3 separate regions of the Mus musculus genome follow, and all the other regions are linked to region 1. The links are chromatin contacts, called in public HiChIP or PLAC-seq maps. All regions are on one chromosome and are shown on one strand. Each heading gives the region's core, a stretch centred on a gene start, on an enhancer-like site or on the middle of the called end of the contact. The rest is flanking DNA. Distances are from core to core; before and after follow the strand shown.

What was found. HiChIP or PLAC-seq counts read pairs in DNA pulled down with a chosen protein or histone mark.
Region 2: a contact with region 1 is called in an H3K27ac HiChIP or PLAC-seq map of trophoblast stem cells, with 2.0 times the contacts expected there. The contact joins the enhancer-like site here to the promoter of Bag2 in region 1. A contact is called at or near these places in 4 of 39 promoter capture datasets (the 3T3-L1 cell line, 3T3-L1-derived adipocytes and hippocampal neurons) and 3 of 115 datasets of contacts at active chromatin or transcription factors (extraembryonic endoderm stem cells, pancreatic cancer cells and trophoblast stem cells).
Region 3: a contact with region 1 is called in an H3K27ac HiChIP or PLAC-seq map of embryonic stem cells, with 5 read pairs. The contact joins the enhancer-like site here to the promoter of Bag2 in region 1. A contact is called at or near these places in 8 of 39 promoter capture datasets (the 3T3-L1 cell line, 3T3-L1-derived adipocytes, cranial neural crest and 5 more), 2 of 484 Hi-C or Micro-C datasets (embryonic stem cells and neural progenitor cells) and 3 of 115 datasets of contacts at active chromatin or transcription factors (embryonic forebrain, embryonic stem cells and neural progenitor cells).

The regions. Positions count from the first base shown.
Region 1 is chr1:33,755,198-33,759,588 of GRCm38.p6, reverse strand. It overlaps Bag2 (BCL2-associated athanogene 2), which reads left to right and starts at 1,839. Exons shown (of 3, transcript NM_145392.2): 1 at 1,839-2,010. The coding sequence starts at 1,898.
Region 2 is chr1:33,987,821-33,992,211 of GRCm38.p6, reverse strand. All of the region lies in intron 3 of Dst (dystonin), which reads right to left. Among named protein-coding and RNA genes, the nearest start is that of Dst, 82 kb to the right of the region's middle. Within about 2 kb of position 2,306, at least 49 of the 459 cell types and tissues checked have an H3K27ac peak or open chromatin away from gene starts, as enhancers often do. A contact at or near this core is called in pancreatic cancer cells and trophoblast stem cells, where this site is marked.
Region 3 is chr1:33,942,363-33,946,753 of GRCm38.p6, reverse strand. All of the region lies in intron 2 of Dst (dystonin), which reads right to left. Among named protein-coding and RNA genes, the nearest start is that of Dst, 36 kb to the right of the region's middle. Within about 2 kb of position 1,878, at least 54 of the 459 cell types and tissues checked have an H3K27ac peak or open chromatin away from gene starts, as enhancers often do. A contact at or near this core is called in embryonic stem cells, where this site is marked.

The DNA.
Region 1 (4,391 bases), core at 590-3,089:
GCTTACAAGATGGCCCCTGACTTTGAGAGATGCTGCCTTGTTTACCCTGATGAGCCACTGGAGGTTTGGGAGAGCTTATGGTACAGCCTACTGTGCTTGAATGCTGTGTTGATGGGAGAGGCTCTTTAAGACACATGTGAGAGAGCACACGGGGCTCTGCAGTCATCCAGGTAAGGACGAGTCGGTGGGATCAAGGAGGATTCTGAAGGTAGAACTGGTACCTATTCATGGATTGTATCTAGGATACAAGAGTGAAAGAGCCCAGGGTGATTCTAGGCTAGGTGACTAAAGATTACCTGTTTTGCTGATTGTGAAGCCAAACTAGGCACCGCCAGGATGCAAAAGACAAAGATTTGCAACCTGCACCAGGCAGGAAGAGTTCCAGAGCCATTACCAAAGCAAAGCTCTCCACAAGCTCAGGTAGCACTGAGGGATTTTTTTTTTTTTTCTTTCAGGAATCCTGTACATATTCATGAAGGAACATGCCTATTCCAAAGCATGCTCAGTTTAAAGTCATAATTTATATAAGGAAAAGAGCATAGGCGTGTCATTAGACAGGAGCATATCCGTAGTAACTTAGACTGGAGATGCCTCTGTGCGTGTTCAACGTGTGGAGACATTTAAACAAACATATGAAGATCCCTGCCATTTTAGTTACTTTCCTACTGCTGTGATAAAACACCTCCACCAAGACAACTTGTAAAAGAAAGCATTTAATTGGACTTAGATACAGAGGGTCTGAGTCTATGATGGCTGCAGAGACATGTCCTGAGCACTCAGATCTCAAACCCAAGCAGAGGCAGAGAGACACTGGGAATAGCTTGGTCTTCTGAAACCTGCCCACGGGGAGTGATACACTTCCTTCAGCAAGGCCACACCCAGGCCTCCCCAGTGTTCAAGTGCTAGAGAGCACAGATGGCATCTCATTCAAACCACCACATCTGCCTGGCCTCGTTGCCAACCTAACAGAGCTATGTCTGCGGCCACTTTTATTTTTCCTTTGACACTTGCTGAAGCTACCCAGCCTAGCCTTGAATCCACCCTGGCCCACGTTACACAACTTGTCAGCCTCCAGAGGAGCATTAGACCTGAGACCTGCCCAAGTTCAGACTTTCAAGATGTCCACAAAATGTTCAGATTTCACGGTTGTATCGTGAGATGACAGTGTTTAATGAAGCCAAGATAATCCACCGTTTATTAGTATTAAGATGTGTTCGGGGTGTGGTGGGGACAGGATTAGAAACTGTACTTAAGGGGCTTGTCTCTGTTCAGTAATCTAATGGCTTTGAGTTCTGGGTAAAGGATGTAAATGTACTTTGTTTCCCATTTTCTGTACCCTGTACACTGAGAGGACAAAACACAACTTTAAGATGCGGCTTCGTATTTCAGACCTACTGACCTCTGCAGCTTCTGACATCTAAGCCTACTGAATATCATTCGCAGAGGGTTTAAACAAGTTATGTGTGATAGTAATAATCCTTTCATTGGAAAGGGGAGACAACACGGATCCACTTGGCTTCTCCTTATTTGGAGCCTGTGGTCTAGGCTTTCCCTGTCCTCTCCCGAGCCTGCCTGGTCACCGGACAGGTCGAACAAGTAGAGACTGCCCTAGGGTGCACTGGATTGTCTCCTCTTCTCACGGGCTGCACCCACTTCGTCCTTGCTGTGAACCGTGGGTGCTGGGAGGACCGGCCGAGGCCCTGGGCGCCGGGGCAGGGTCCCCCACCCTGGCGTGCCCGCGGCTGCGACCGCGCCTGCCCTTGTTTGGCCGCACGGCCTCGGGGGTGGAGAGCCGGGGAGGTGGGGGCGGTGCCGTCCGCGTCAGCGGCGCCCGTGGTGACGGCGACGTGCGGCTCGCGCCACTGCTGCCCGCGGACGCCGAGGACCCCCGGAGCTCATGGCCCAGGCGAAGATCAGCGCCAAGGCCCACGAGGGCCGCTTCTGCCGCTCGTCTTCCATGGCCGACCGCTCCAGCCGCCTGCTGGAGAGTCTGGACCAGCTGGAGCTCAGGTGAGGGCCGCGGGGCGCGCACAGGGGCGAGCGCGGGCGGGGGCGCGCTCCGGTTGGGCTCCCCTCCCCCGGCCCGGCAGACTGGCGAGCGAGTGCGGCTTGCAGAACTTCCAGAATCTTCTGCGCGGTCCCCCTCTGCCTTTAACTTTTCTGCTTCCAGGAGGGAGGCAGCAGGTTGGTGTGCCCCCCCCCCCCTCACCCCACACTGGAGTAAGTTTCTTTGCCCCAGATCACTTCATAGTAATACAAGTGTAAGGGAGGGGGGGGTGGTAGTATCCAGGACGGCCCCTCCTGGGGATCATCGAGAATCGGACTCATGAGAGACCGCGCGAGGTACACCGAAGTTGGATACCATCCTTCATTCTCTCAACCACGTGCAATGCCCTCTGCAGTCTGTCCGTGTTTGTTGTACATTTAGAAGACACGGCTGACACCTTGGAAGTGCCAATCGCAGGCCCGAAAACACCAAAGGCAGGAGTCACACTCTCCCTAAGATTCTGACACGGGGACAGCCTTGTCGTAAAATTTCTAACTCATGAATACTACTAACGAATGCTGTGAACACTTGGTTGGCTTTAACCACGTGAGCCTTATGTATCTGGTGGAAATGTTAATGTCTTCAAAGTTGTGCAAGTTTTGATCATGTGCAGGTGTTCCATGAAAATCTTATCAAGATGCCCTGACACACACGTTGTTCCCTAGTTTTCTCCGGGTTCTGCGTAAGCAGAACACTATGACCCAAAATTATAAGAGGGAGATGAATCTCCCTCCACGCAGCCACCAAACACAGGGAAGTGTGTCTGCACAGGAAAAAAAAAATGCAAGCAGTGTTCGTTACACGGGAGGCGCTCATTACTGTTACTATTAGGAGAAAAGAGCCAGAAGGTGAGAAAACTTTCACTGACTGTGGAGTAGCCACAAAAGAAACCTGAACCCTATATCCCCCAACTCCGGGAGACAAAGGGACCTGCGCTGTGAAAGGGGGCGAGAATGTTTCCTTGTGCGAGGTAGGCTCTAACCTTTGACAGTATATTCCCAACTGCTCCGATTTTTTTTCTTGAAAGGGTTCAGGAAGTTGTGACTCTTCAAGCTGAGTCATTGTTCTGAACCTTTACTTAATCAAGCCTGTGTGCCGAGTCCTTGCTCTTCTCCTGGGGGCCTCTTGAAAGTCTGGAGTTTGCATAGACATTCTAGTGTCTGATTACTATCAAAGGAATCCTGACTACCAAACATAAGCGATTAAATTACGTTACTTATTAACAGTTGCGCTGAAGGGGTTTTATTTCTGTGTTTAATGGTTCAAGGCCTTTACCAGTAACTGCAGAGTTCTGTAAGTCTTGTTTCTCCCTTAAAAATGTAATGAGCACTTAGAAGTAAGTGTGTCAGAAGGGGCAAAGAAATAGAAAGAGATGCTGCCTGGTAAGGCTTAGGGGCCCTTTTTAGAAGCCATCTGGACAGTGCCACAGAGCATGACAGTATTCAAAATTAGACTTTTTAAAAATGGGGACGATGCTCCTGTGACTTCCCCCTAGCTTTCTTAGTGTACACGTCTGAGGACAACAGTGGACGGGGTACTACCGGAAATCACTGGATTGTCGCCAGTGCGCATCTTCCATTCAGGTGAATGGGTTCTGTGAACAGCAAAAGCCTGCTCCCTTGTAAGACTGAAACCACACCCAAGGCTTTCTGTCCTGCAGGATGCACTGATCTTCCGGGCATTGAAAATGCTTTTAAATGTTTAGCCCAGTTTTACAAGCTGGTAAAGGGTGCCATTGGTTTTTAATGGCTTATAATATTACAATTAAAAACATTTTTACATTAAAATATCCTTACATTAAAAAAAATTTTTTTTTTACTACATCTCCTTTCCTGTGGTGCTTTCTCTAAAAAGATAATCCTGTCCTTTCCTGATTTTCATGACCAGTTCTATGGGGACTCTGCACATGCTGAGGCTAAATACTGTACTTTTCAGTGGTTGTAAATAATCCACGTTAGCATTAGTCTGTAGGCTAGGCCGCGTGTCTCTGTGGGAGTTACCGTTATCTGTATTGTACAGATGAGAACTTGAAGCTCAGATATATACAGTGTGTCTCAGTCCAGAGCAGTGGACTTCGCCTAGGAACACGGGGAGACCGGCTGCTCAGACCAACACCATTTGTCCTGGTCTTGAATATCACTTTTCAAACTGTCCAGCTGATATATGAATGAATATGATTTTACTAAAGGAGGGGAAAATCGATTTAGCATTTGATTCAGTAAACCTTGAAGACCTAGAACGTGCCAGTTATCGAGTAGCTGCTCCGGGCCTGGGGTTTGGACATTGGCCAAGGAGGGATAAATGATTGACAGGGCTGGAAGGCTGGCTCTTTACACATCTCCCA
Region 2 (4,391 bases), core at 1,057-3,556, 230 kb before region 1:
CCTATGGATAGAATATATATTTTAATTTATAGATATAAGAAAACTCTGGATGTTTAACTAGACACAGAAGCGAACAGGAAACCAGTGTGTACCAGGGAGAGCATGTGTTCAGCCTGCAGGTGTTGCCACAGTATGTGTGTCATCTCTGTTCACAGTCCTTCACCTAGTTCCCGCACAGTGTGACCAACAGACTACTGTTGCTTTTAAGGGTCCTGCACTATTCAGAAACCCTTCACCTTGAAAGGCATTAGATGTTCAGATTTAATATTATTAATATTTCCTCTTCAAAATAATAAAGGGCCTACTTATATATTGATTTGGGGTTAAGTTTAACTGTTAATAAATTAAAAAGATAGAAATAAAGAAATGTACTGAATAGTGCATGTATAAAAACACGGAAAGTATTTTCTTAATACCAAAAAAGATGAAAGTACCTATTGAATGATACCACTTTTTACAATGTTGCTAACTGCAAAAAGCAATTAAAAAATCAACGAATAAGCCAGGCATGGATGGTAGTCTATGCCTTTAGTCCCAGCACTTGGGAGCCAGAGACAGACAGATCTATGTGAGTTAGAGGCCAGTCTGGTTTACAGAGTAAGTTAATTCCAGGGCTGTTACACAGAGAAAGCTTGCCTCAAAACACAAACAAATAAACAAACAAACAAAAAAATCAATGTATAAAATAAAGAAATTAATTTGGTGACCACAATTACTATTTCTTAATTATCTCGTTTTGATCATAAAATACTACCTGGTCGTTTTCCCTATTTAGGGTGGGTTTATGTTCAAATTACAAAACACTGAGATTGGAAGGCTGATCTGACTTAATTTTTGGATGGCAAATGCTGGAAGTAGGACTTGAAAATCAGCAGCTACAGCCTTCCCAGTCCCCTGGGCAGGCCAGCACTCTGCTCGCATGGGCAGTTGAAGTGCTGCACCATCTATTTTAAGATGAGGGATGAGGAGCAGCTGGCCACATGGACTACAGAGCACACATGGAAATGCAACACGCTAGGACAGAAAGCGACATCTTAGCCGACCGGGACTGGTGTCCTCTGACATGATCCTTGTGAGTTCAGGGAGAGCTGGGTTCCACAGCAAAATCCATAGCAGCCTATGCTGTAAATATGAACCTATTTTTCCAGACTCCTACAACAAAGAGCCAGATCTCACTGTGTTAGCCAGGATGGTCTCAAAGGTCTGGGTTCAATGGTGCTCCTGTTTTAACTCCTAAGTGGCCAGCCTATAGGCACACATAACCACAGCCATTGCATCTACCCCAACGCCCACATACCTCAAACTGTGATATTTAAAAGATTCCAAAAATACAATGATATCAGGTCTCAAACCACCAAAGGTTAAAAAAAAAAATCCAAAATTAATACCCTTGAAAGGAGAGATGCCCTCAGAATAGCCAATCCCTTCCCAACCACCTCAACAAGTTTTATATCAATCTTTACTGGTGCCATCTTCAACTGTGCACCAATACACAGCTCTGAACAACTCCTGGCTGAAGACCTATCTGCTCCCGAAGCCAGCGATGATTTAAGATAATCACAGGGCCCTGAGCACTCTTACCGGCTCTCCAGTGTCATAGTAGACAAGCAATGAGACATACACTCAGTGCCAGTATTTTCCCATTAAGTATTTAAAGGGGTTTTATTATCTTATTTTTTGTACAGTCTTAGATTCCACTCATGTACAATTACATAAAAATTTAACTGTAACTACTCACTTAAAATAATGATATACTTTGTAGTCATTTAATTGTAGATCGTTTTTAAGGTTTAAATTCTAAACTTCTGAAACAACCTTTGTCTAGGTCCCAATCATCCTGAGAGGCTGCTGGGAAGCTGGTGGACTCTCCTACGAGCCAGGGTGTCTAATGGGGCTGTCTCGGTCCTCAGGGTCTATCCTTGGACTCATTAGGATGTCTGAGCAGAGGCAGACCCAACACATGTCCACACACCACATGTCCAGATGCACTGCTGTCCTTGAACTCTCTTCACAGCCATGACTAAACTGCTGCTCCGCCCCCCACCGCTCCCCTCCGCTGTGCTGTCTGAGTCTCAGTTTGACCTCCCTTCAGGAGACACCATCTTAACTGCTTGCCTTCCATTAAACTCCACACATATGGATGTCTGCTCTCCGCTCCCACAAAGACTCCACCTGGGGCGGTGGGGGGGGGGGGGGAAGGATGCTCAACTTTCTGCCTTCTTCCTCTGAATGGTTACCGCATGGCCACGTAGTAACAGGCAGGGATGTTTGTCTCTGACTCACAGCTTTTCTCCGCCCTGAGTGCTCTCACAACCCACTCTCCTCATCTTTCATCAGCCACTGCAGGCTTCATTCCTGATGATGACATCACCTGGGTCTAAACAATTTCCAAACCACTCCACCCGTCCACGAGTCTGACCACCAATCTCTGGCTCTCCGGCTCGCTCCGCTTCAAGCTAATCCTGCCTTCCGATCATTTGTTCCTCGTCAGATCCACTCCTACCCATAAGATTTCCTGTCCTTATCCGCATTCCCTCGTGCTGATTTCAGGCATCCTCTTGACATTAGTATCCAGAAGTTATCAATGCCACCCTCCTGCTGGTACCAGCTGAGACATCCACCTTAACTCTTAATTCCAAACCACTGGACTCTGCTTTAAAAGTGTCCCTGGGCTGGGCGTGGTGGTGCACACTTTAATTCCAGCACTCGGGAGGCAGAGACAGGCAGATTTCTGAGTTCGAGGCCAGCCTGGTCTACAGAGTGAATTCCAGGATAGCCAGAGCTACACAGAGAAACCCTGTCTCAAAAAACAAAACAAAACAAAACAAAACACCTTCCTGAACAAACTTGTAAAACTGTGTGTGCATGTTTGTGTGTGTGAAAGAGACAGAGTGTGTTTATGTGTGTGTGTATGTGTATGAGAAAGAGAATTGTGTGTGTGTGTATGTGAGACCGTGTATGTATGTGTGTATGAGTGTCTGTATATGTGTGTACATGGGTGTGATTGTGTGAGAGAGACTGTGTATGTATGTATGTATGTGTATGTGAGACAGAGTGTGTGTGTATATGTATGTGACAGAAAGGGGGTTTGTCTGTGAGAGAATTGTGTATGTGTGTGTGGGAAACAGAGTATGTATGTGAGAGCATGGGTGTATGACAGTATGTGTGTGTATGTGTGTGAGACAGAGGGTGTGTGTGAGAAAGTGTGTGTGTGTGTGTGTATGTATGTGAGAGAGAATGTGTGTGTGACAGTGTGTGTATGTCTCTATGAGAGAAAGAGACAGAGTCAGAGACAGAGAGAGAGCGACAGAGACAAGAGAGTGTGTGTCTGTATGTCAGAGAGTGGTGTGTGTGTGTGTGTGTATGTGTGTGTGTGTGCATGTACCTTGTGGGTGCATGCCGTATGTTGCACATGACAGTCAGAAGACTGCATGGAGTCAGCCCTCTCCTTCCACCCTATTCCAAGATCTGAACTCAGGCTGTCAGGTTAAGCAAACTTTTTAAAATAACAATCTACAAATGCTATCTCCATGCGATCTCCCTGAGCCTTCCCCATATAGTTTTATTTTCTATCAAAATAAATCAAACCCATAAATTGAGGGGGGGAAAAAAGAATGATTTAAAAAAAAATGACCTTGGCTGGTGGGAGGGCTCAGGGGCTCTGCTGACCTTGGCTGGAGAGAGGGCTCGGGGGGCTCTGATGTTGCAGAGGACCTGGGTTCGATTGCCAGCACCCACATGGTGACTCCTAACTGCTTATAACTCTAGTCTCAAGAGATCTAGTGCCCTCTTCTAACCTCCCTGGGTACCAGGCATGACTATGGTACACAAACATACATTCAGACAAAACACAAATACATATAAAAATAAAATAAAGTAAGAAAGCATTTGATCTAAAAGGCTCTTACACACAACCATGGCTCCATCAGGTCTCTAGTCAAATGTCACCTGATCAGATGAAGTCCCCTGACCAGAAATCAACAATCACCACTCCACCTCCAAACATCTCCCCTTACCTGACACACTTCCCGTCACACCCATTACTACCTAACACAATACAGTGAATTTATAATATAGTGATAATTCACTTATCTCTCCCTTTCTACAGTAGAATTTTTCCATAGGAAGTTTATTTTGTTAGATATTAAAATGTCTACACCAACTTGCTTCTTGGGTTCATTTGCTTGGAATACCTTTCTCCAACCTTTACCCTGAGGTAATGTCTATCCTTGATGTTAAGGTGTATTTCTCTTGGATGAGGAAAAAACATGAATCATGTTTTTACATCCATTCTGTTAGTCTATGTCTACTTATTGGAGAATTGGGACCATTGATATTGAAAGATATCAATAACCAATGATTGTTGATTCCTGTTAATTTGGTTGTTGGTG
Region 3 (4,391 bases), core at 629-3,128, 190 kb before region 1:
AGGTGTGAGAAACAAAGAGGATCATGGGAGAAGCCAGGCAGGAAAGCAAGCAGAGAGGTGGGGCCAGGGACACAGGAAGCCGAAGACAAAAGAACAGGAGGGGCTTTGAAAATTGAAGTCATACTAAAGACCTAAACACTTCTTCAGTATCTCAGCTGCAATCCTTACAGCTTTTCCAATGGCCACTATACACTCAGAGTTGTTAAGACACAAAAATAAGCTTATAAGGTTAAGAGACAGAGCTGGGTTGTGGTGGCAGCAATGGCACAGGACTTTAATCCCAGCACTCAGGAGGCAGAGGCGGGCAGATCTCTGAGTTTGAGGCCAGCCTGGTCTAGCTTTATAGCTAGTTCCAGGACAGCCAGAGCTACACAAAGAAACCCTGTTTCAAAAAATACCAAGAAGGAGGGAGGGAAGGAGAGAGAGAGAGGGAGGGAGGAAAGGAGAGAGAGAGATCGATCAAGTAAAAGATGGAAACACATAGAAACTGAACTGCCAACACAGTGGGGGAGGGAGGATGTGTGGCAACACAATCTTACAACTATGTCTGTTATCAAGGGCATCCTCCAAATATCTGTTCTCAAAGAACAGCTTCATCTTGAGGTCCACCTATTTCTGGACTGTTTCTGGAAAAAGATTCCTGAGGTTGATGCCAGCCCTATCCTAACTTGGGCAGTCTCAGCCACAGAGTAGATACTGTAGCACTGGCTCAAGCAGAGAACAGACTGGACTGAGAGGAAGCAGCAAGACAAGCCTGCGGCACGCAGAGGCCCGGGTCTGCACAGCCACCAAGGGCATGGTTGCATAAAACACAGGAACTGGGGTAAAGGTCCCAAAAAACCCCGGCAAGTCCTCCTGTATCACCCTACTCCCCAGTGCTCTGCAACCTGCCCCAGATCTAGCAACTAGAAAGAACCACTCGATATGAAATAACTCCGGTTGTTAAACATTTTAAACATCAATATCTCTACCAATGAATGAAGTTAATCAGGGCTACTGAAGTTTGGTGCTGAAGCTCCGAGCAGGACTTCAAATCCCAAAGGTAATGAAAGGGAGGCAGCAGCAGTCAGTCAGGGGTAGATGTTTGGCCAAGACTCCCTATCAAGCCCCCCAGACTGGCTGCTATGCAGGAACCAAAGAGCAGAGGTCCCGGCATACACTGCGCTGGTCAGAAATGTCTCCAAACCGCCCCAGCCCCATCACTGTGCACAGGAGAGGAAGGGCTGACTGATGCTCCTGACTATGTTATGGGAACGAGCTTTTGGCCCCTGCTGAGATGAAGTGTATATTTGGTCTGTGTTCAAGACTTAAATGCTTTTCTGGCAGTACATTCTCTTTCAAAATCTGCTTACTCTGGAGGTGTACTTATCAGAAAGCTGGGGGGAGGGGATGCAGAGGGAGTTGTCCCATGACCTAACAGCCGCTGATAATGTATTCTGAGTAAAGAGGAGAAACGGGGAGCAGGACGCAGGCTTCCCGGCAATCGGAGGTCAATGCGGTCACTGAGAAATGCTGTGCAGTGAGTTTTTGTCACAGCCCCTTACAGTGTCCAGTTCTCCTGCTCTCCCTCCATTCGCCACACCCCCTCAGCACTGGGCGGAGCACGGCACAGACTTCAGCATGCCACGCCCACTCTGCACTCTGTGGAGGCGCAGCCTAGATCTCAGCAAGCACTGCACCGGGGGACCCTTTCCTGGGAGGATGCTACTGAGTCTGAAGCAGTGGCTAAAGCTATCATGATGTTGTACAACCTTCCCTGGAGTCTCCCTGATATTCCAGCAAGAACTACGAACTTTCCAACCTCCACCCCTTGACTCTGGTTGGCTTCCCCAGTTCGTGAACTTGACTGGAGTTTGTTCCAGTGTGACTTTTTGTAGCGTTCTTCAGCCTGACGTACTCAGAATGCGTTCACGGCCATGATAACTCCACCCCCACACCGACTCCACCACCCCACCACTGTCGGGTTCTGTTTCTCCTACCTACGTTCTTTCAGACTCTCCACAGGTTTTGACTTTGGTTCTTTTACCTGTCTGACATGCTCAGAAAATACTGATCACAAAACATAAGTCCTCCTATAAATGTACCATTTATGTCTGAACTAAAAATCTGTCTGAATGACCCTGCTCTATCTTTCTAAAACATCCTTCCAAAACAATCCCTAGCAGTAACACAGATCCTACTTATCTTCCTAGACTGATAGAGATTTAGCAAGGATTCCGATAGATAGTATTTCAAATGCACATCTTTCTAACTGAATAATTTTCCAACATATGGCTCCACCATTCTTTATTATATCACTAACTCAAACTGAGATACTTTAAATTTTAATTGTATGGAATACAAGAAGCAAGGTATATGTGTGTGTGTGTGTGTGTGTGTGTGTGTGTTTCCCTAGGCTAGTTGGTTGTTCCTTTGTCTGTTGTTGTTGTTGTTTGTTTGTTTGTTTGTTTGGCACAGGCTAGAGTCACTGGGAAAGAAGGACCATCAATTGAGAACATGCTATCATCAGATTGGCCTATAGGCCAAGTCTATGAGGATATCTTCCTAGTCAATGACTGATGTGGAACAGCCAGGCCACTAGGGGCAGTGCCATCCCTGGGCAGGCAGTACTGGGAGGCATAAGAAAGGTAGCTCACCATGAAGCTGATGAACAAATCAGTAAGCAGCATTCCTGCATGGTCTCTGCTTCCCGTCCTGCCTCCCAGGTCCTGTCCTGCTTGACTTTGTCCCTCTGCTCCCCTTCATGAGAGAATACACAAACCTGAATTAACCCTCCCCTCCCCAGGCTACTTTCGACAGTGGTCTTTCTCACAACAATAGGAAGCAAACCAGGATTACCTAAATCTTTTTTTATTTAGAAGCAGAGTTAGCATTTCATTAAAAGCTTGGTGGCAAGATGACTCAGCAGGACCCACAAGGTGAAATTGCCCCACACACACACACATTGTCCTCTGACCTCCACAAATGTGCTTTGACATGCACACACTCACACACACACACACACACATGAACACTAATAAAGTACATGGATAGAAAAATAAGTAATATAAAAGTTACAAATTACATTTCTAGCACCATTGTGAAAGTCCCTTTTAATTTAATCTCAGCAGCACTAAAAAGCATGAATCTTTATCTGTTAACATGCTAGCAAGCAAATATTATTCGTTGTTGTTGTTTTCTGAGACAGGGTTTCTCTGTGTAGCTCTGGCTGTCCTGGAACTAACTTTGTAGACCAGGCTGGCCTCGAACTCAGAAATCTGCCTGCCTCTGCCTCCCAAGTGCTGGGATTAAAGGCATGCAAATATTACTCTTAACTGGCAACTGTTTATCAGTAAATGGAGACAGTCTTTCATATTTATGTAAGCCACTGTTTTAATTATCCACTCATAACCTCTTTGCTCATTTTTCTACAATTTATACATACCCTTCATTTACTTTCTAGAAGACTTCTCTGCCTTGAATAAAAGTATCTGCCATCGATGTAGCAAGTACCTTGCTTCTGACAACCTATCTGTTCATTTTCCTATTCAGAGATTTAGAATTCTTCAGTTCAAACTGCCACTCTGTTCCCTTCCAAATATTTCTCCATAGAACATTTCTTTCACCTCAAAGGTTTTCCGTGTTCTCCCCATATCTTCTTCCATTCCTCTTCTAAGCCTTACAAACACTACTTGATGCCACAAGGCAGCAGAGTAGAGAATTCTCTTACATGTGAGGACAGAGGGGGGAGGGGGAAATGGAATGATGGTTGATCTTGATTGTCAACTTAAAATGGGACTTAAAATCACCACGGGAAAACCCCTGTGGGCAGGTGTGAATGCCCGAAACAGGCTGAGGTGTGAGGACGCCGATGTAGTCCAGGACTGAATCAAAAGGGAAGGTTGTCGAGCTTCCTTTACTGTGGGCATGTCACCTGTCACGGCTTCCTGACTGTGGGTGCTGTGTGACCAGCTGCCTCACACCCCAGCCGTCAGGCCTTCCCTGTCTGGAGGGACTGTAACCTCAAGTTGTAAGCCAACGTCAACCCTCCCTTAAGCTGCTTTGTTGGGTATTTTATTGCAGCAACAAGAATAGCCTACAATACAGATCCCCATTCTTTTTCTTTCCTCTAGGCCTTCAACTCACTGGACTTTTTTTTTTTTTTTTTTTTTTTTTTTGGTTTTTCGAGACAGGGTTTCTCTGTATAGCCCTGGCGGTCCTGGAACTCACTTTGTAGACCAGGCTGGCCTCGAACTCAGAAATCCACCTGCCTCTGCCTCAGGAGTGCTGGGATTAAAGGCGTGCGCCACCACGCCCGGCAACTCACTGGACTTTTAAGTCCATCAATTTACATTTAATTTTACCCCCCAAAACATACAAACAAAACAAAACAAAACAAAACCAAAAACAAA